Regions from separate parts of the Mus musculus genome. Here region 1 is linked to region 2. A link is a contact called in public Hi-C data. All regions are on one chromosome and are shown on one strand. The core of a region is the stretch at or near the end of the contact, and the rest is flanking DNA. Distances in the headings are between cores, read along the strand shown. Region 1 has its middle 3.6 kb from the start of Gm26002. Region 2 overlaps Pard3 (par-3 family cell polarity regulator).

Evidence for each region. A called contact is a pair of places that touch in the nucleus more often than the background predicts.
Region 1: a Hi-C map of cortical neurons shows a contact between it and region 2, with 8 times the contacts expected there. The contact joins two enhancer-like sites. A contact is called at or near these places in 3 of 39 promoter capture datasets (cranial neural crest, hippocampal neurons and second pharyngeal arch cranial neural crest), 4 of 484 Hi-C or Micro-C datasets (the N1E-115 cell line, cortical neurons and myocytes) and 1 of 115 datasets of contacts at active chromatin or transcription factors (differentiating embryonic stem cells).

The regions. Positions count from the first base shown.
Region 1 is chr8:128,653,220-128,655,919 of GRCm38.p6, reverse strand. No RefSeq gene overlaps it. Among named protein-coding and RNA genes, the nearest start is that of Gm26002, 3.6 kb to the right of the region's middle. Within about 2 kb of position 1,254, at least 341 of the 459 cell types and tissues checked have an H3K27ac peak or open chromatin away from gene starts, as enhancers often do. A contact at or near this core is called in cortical neurons, where this site is marked.
Region 2 is chr8:127,189,295-127,191,994 of GRCm38.p6, reverse strand. The region is part of intron 2 of Pard3 (par-3 family cell polarity regulator); the gene reads right to left. Among named protein-coding and RNA genes, the nearest start is that of Pard3, 130 kb to the right of the region's middle. Within about 2 kb of position 1,439, at least 8 of the 459 cell types and tissues checked have an H3K27ac peak or open chromatin away from gene starts, as enhancers often do. A contact at or near this core is called in cortical neurons, where this site is marked.

The sequences.
Region 1 (2,700 bases), core at 5-2,504, 1.5 Mb before region 2:
GAAGTTCAAAAGCTTTACGTTATAACCACGGAATAGAGTGCTACAACCCCAGAGAGGATGGTGCAGACTTTATGCCTGGAAAGTGAGGGTGTATAGTGTGCCCATGTTAACAAAAATGACCAGTAGGAATAAACAGCAACACTTTAGAGCCTTTGTTACGTAGTCAAGTCTCTACCTCTTGGAACCTGCATATGATCACGGCACTTAGGAGATGTAGTCAGAGGTTCAGAAGTTCAAGACAGTGAGGTTGAGACCTGCCTGAGCTATAACAGACCCTGGCTCGAAAACCAAACCAAACAAAATTCAGATTTCTCCCTGTCAGCTAGGCTGCCTCAGGTGTGGCCTGTAACTGAGTTTGCTTTTTAATTTTTAGCAATGTATGTTAGTCATAGAGAATTTTGTTTAAGATCATAAGCTTTTCCTATTATTTTTATTTTAGATAGTCTCACTCTGTAGTCCATACTGACCTGGAACTTGCAATGTTTGATCCTCCTACCTTAGCCTTCTTGCTACAATAGACTTCAGCAACTCTCCAGCTGAGTGTTCTAATTATTTATATGGGGTTGGGGCAAGCAGGCTGGGCATATAGCTGCATGGTAGTGCACTTGCCTAGCACCTACCAGGACATGGATGCATTCTTGACCCTGGAAAAGATTAAAAAAAAAAAAAAAGGAAAGAAAATATAAAATATAGTAATGTCAACCTTTCATTTTTAAGGTGTGGAAAGCCTTTTGCATCAGTTCTCCCAAAATTTAGTAACTGTTTACCACCCTTCTGGCAATTGGGTTTTCTGGGTATGCTGACATTTGTGAGGTTCCCTTTTCTAGCCTGCCTTCATCATAGCCCCTATCAGTTAGTAGAATGCCTTCAGCCCAGAACTGACTTCCTCCTGACCCTGGGGCCCAGTCTCCTACAGATGGCAGCTGGCTCAGGCTTCTCTATCCGCTGCTTCTTCTCTTCCCGTTCAGTCTCCCCACCCCTCCCATCCCCCTTCCACCAGGCTGTTTTCTTTCTATATATGGTAATACTGCTCACTAGCATAAGCCACTAGCTTCCCGGGAAGGCTGGAAAGTGACATCACCCTAACATAAACTTTCTGACACTGGCTGCAGTCTTCTCTGTTACCAACTGGGAGGGTTATTGTTAAGGCAGCTGTAGCGATGCAAGCTCTGAGTACTGCTGAGAAGTAGCCAGCCTGACAGGCGCCTGCTGCACAGTAGTGAAGCTGCCATCGCAGCACCGCGCCGCGCCCTTATTCCAGCCAGTGTGCTAGTTCCTCCTGACCGCTCAGCCAGTAGCGGTATTTGCGAGGCTCTCAGGCCCACAGATGGAGGGTTTGTCCAGGGTCACGTGGCTTAGCTGTAAACATGGAATTGCACACACACACACACACACACACACACACACACACACACACACACACACACACACACACACACTCATACAAGGAGCAAGAGAGAGGAAGTTCCAGGATGTTGGAGAGTAGCGCAGAACCCAGCTGGTTAATTAGTCCCGGAATTAAAGCTTCCTCTGTTCCCTAGTGAGACTGACCCCAGAAAAGCAAAGGCCATTCGGAATCACCAAATCACAAGAAGCTTAAAGGAAATGCGTGTGACTAGGACGTCTTTTGAAAATGATCTCATCATCCTTGAAAATACTTTTCCTGGTTATTTGGTTTTAAAAAAAATGCTTAAACTGGCCCAATGAAACAAGCCTGTGTGGAATCCCAGTAGAGACTGAGCCAATGGAATCGCAAATTCAAGGCCAATCAACTTGGGCTATGGAGTTGAGTTCCAGGCCAACAAGAACTACTTAGTGAGACTGAAACTAAAAAGTGTAAAAAGAGACCTAGGAATGTAGCTCCATGGTAGTGTTTGCCTTGCCTGCACCAGTCAGTGCTGGGGAAAACAAAAACAAACCAAAACTTTGACAGGGAAACCAAGGCAGTTCTGAGGTTGGTAGAGCCCTCCCACAGGGCCTTTCAGCCTGATTTCCCTCTTCACTAGAATAGCCCTGCTGCCCTTCCCACCCAGATATGCCCTTACTCTGACAAGCAGAAGTTGATCATGACAGAGAGACAGCTCAGTCAGGAAAAGCACTTACTTGCCTTGCAAGCATGAGGACTTTATTCAGTCTGCAGTGCCCTGGTAAAGCTGTGTATGATGGCAGATGCCTGCAACCACAGGAAATGAAAACAGGGTTCCTGGGGCCAGCCAGCCTAGCCAAATTGATGAGCTTCGAGTTCAGTGAGAGATCCTGTCTCAAAACATAAGATGAGAGAGACCCCAACATCAACCTAAGCCCCCCATATATACGTGCATACACACGAGCACCTACACATATGCAGAGAAGCAAAGGTGACAGATTATTTACTGCACTATAACCAACCTGGCCTCATTTTATAACACCACAGTCATGGCCTTCATTATCTATTCCCTTCCAGAATTCCTTATTGGTGAAAACATAAAACTTAAGCTCAGCTGTCTTGCGCGCGCTCAACTGGCCAGGAAGAACAATGCTGCAACAGGATCCTTCTGCACACGTTTATTCAGTCCTGTTTCTTCTTGTTTATATCTCCCTTGTTTATATATCTCCCTTGTTTATATCTCCCCCCCCCCCCCCAACCCTGGGCCTCTCACTCTTTTATACTCTCAGTTCCCATCCACGCACAGCAGGCCACGCCACCTCACCAGGCACGCA
Region 2 (2,700 bases), core at 190-2,689:
TTAATCGACATATCTTTTATTTGAATTCCTTTCTCATTCTTTTCTAAGGCAAAGATGAAGCCAGCTATGCACAGGCTTTTTCTTGGCTAACTCTTCCTATCTTGACATCTTGAAACAAGTCAAAGGGTGGATTTTAAAACGAAGTAAAAAAAAAAAAAAAAAACCATCACTATCAAAGGCCTGACACGCATTTTGAAGTTGTACAATGACAGTACCCACTAGCATTAAGGCTCGTTCCACCCACAAGTGTCATTCTTGATTGCAAGTGGCCCTGTGTGTGAAGCCTTACCCCAGAGCCCTGCCACGGGAATGCTGGGAATTTTCCATATCGTGTGTTTGAATTCACTGTGCTGCTTTGCCACTGGGTTTTAGGTGTTCAGTAATAATGTGCTTTGTTCTCAAAAGTGTCCCTCACACCTGCCAACTGAGAAACAAGGAGGCTCTCACAGAATGATGTGTTGTTGCGCTGCCCTCTAGTGGTAACTCAAAGCAGAGCAGAAAGGGGGGAGGACCAGGAGAAAAGGCTAAACAGAATGGGGGGAAATGATGAAGAGATCACCTCTAAAGATTTAGTAGTACCCTGTTATTCGATTGGTATAAAACAACTCTGCTGGCATGTCACTACAGACCTGTCTACTCACTTTCAAAACCTCCACGTAAGAAAAATCCAGAGTAAAATCAGCAAGCACACACGTGTATAAACATATACACAAATTAATTGCAGCTTTAAGAAAAGAGAACACTAGCAAGGGCAGGTCTACAGAACGTAACATTTGTTAAGGTGATGAGGACAGAGTGATGCTTCCTAAGACACAGTGGAGGGTGGGCAGGGAGAGAGTGGACCCTCTAGCTAGGATGTGTGCTCTAAGATGCAGCCATATTCACACAACAGTGGCACAAACTCCCACCTTGAGAGGCTGAGTAGGAAGATCACGAGTTCAAGGCCAGCCTGGGCTCCAACACAGCACATCTCAGGCCAAAGTGGGAAAAACAGCGAGAGCCTGTCTGCAAAAAGAGGAGGTGGTACAGCAGCCATTTCTCCAGGATTCAGAGCACGTAAAGAAATATCTAAATTTTCTGAAATAAATAAAACTTAACAAGCCTGAGTTGCTTTTGGAGGTTACACATCAAAAATCAAAATTAACCCATAGGTTCACACTGGCAAGATTTCCTTCGTAAAAGTCAAATCAAGTCTGTAGGGGAGGAACCAAGTAGGGTAGGTATCAAGGGGCTTTCGAAGCAGTCTCTTCTAGTCAGAACAGGCAGGCAGCGGGAACCTGGGTTCTCCAAAGACGCCTCACAATGCTGTTTGAACACTTACAGAAACCTCTATGACAACATCTTAAAATAAAATCTATCTTCACAAAACAGACCAGCTCCGTCCCGAAAGTATGCAGACGTGGGTCACTTATCATCCAGCAATAGCCTTCAACTACAGGCATACAGCGACCTCTTCTGGATCATGAAGGAAATGCCCCAACAGCAAAACAAAGGACTTCCATCTCCAGGTAAACCACAAAACTGCCCAGCCACTTCCCTCCGGGCAACAGCCACAAAATCATGTGTGAAGCTGAGCTCTAAGGATGTTTATCTTTGATTCAGAAATCAGTTATGAACCATCCAAAGACATCCTTTCCCTTGTTACCATATACATGCTTTATAAAGGTTTCTTTCACAGTTCTGAGCAGCAGGAAAGATGCATGACTTGAGTCATTTTGAAGACTGTTTATAACCACACCTAGGATCGGAACACCATTAGCATAATATCTCAGATTCTCTCTGCTCTGGAATTCTTATCTTTGGAACTAAAAATGGCCAGGCCTGAAGATAGATGAAGATTCTGCCAGAAGCATGCCTCCGGAATGGGTGTGTGTTATGAGTGCCACTCCTTTAACAAAACACAGAAAACACACACACTAGAAACCTTGTTCCTAATAGAGTAGAAAAGGGACCACACCTGAGGCAGTGAAAACCACATTCAAGCTTCCCTCACCCTGACCACTCAAAAAAGGAGCGCTGCTATGGGGGATTTTAAGGACATAAATAATAATGCATCAAGCACATGGTTTGCCTCCAATGGGCATCACATACCACATATATAAACAAAAGACAACAGGCTGTGATATTCCCTCCACAAACACTCTCACAATTCTCTTTAAGGAGCAGACGTACATTCTAACAATCCTCTTGTATAGAAATCACACACAAGCAAGCAGGTGCCAGCAGGTGTTGAGGATCCCAGGGAACTGAGCAAACCTGTTCATTTCAAGATGCAGAGACTACAGGCAAAGTGCTACACAGGCTGAACACAAGGATCCTCAAAAGATCTTCTACAAGGCCTCTGTGCTCTGGGAAGATAGAAGTTAACATAATATGGACCTTTAAAGGGGTATCTGAGGCCAGACATGGTGGTTCACGCCTGTAAATCTACCATTCGGGTGACTGAGGCAGTGGGATGGCTAGTTCAAGGCCAGTCTTGGATGTATAGACAAACCATGCCTCAAAGAAAAAAAGATCAGGAAAATGGCATTCCTATAAAGGACAATTTGACAACATCTGTCACTCTATATAACGCACCATTTCCCTTGCTAGTTAGGGAATTGTGAGATACGTTTAATACAGCACTGTTTTTAATTAAAAGAAAAAGAAGGGAATGTGATATATTTAATAAACATAAAACAGTTTCCTGATTATAAAGAG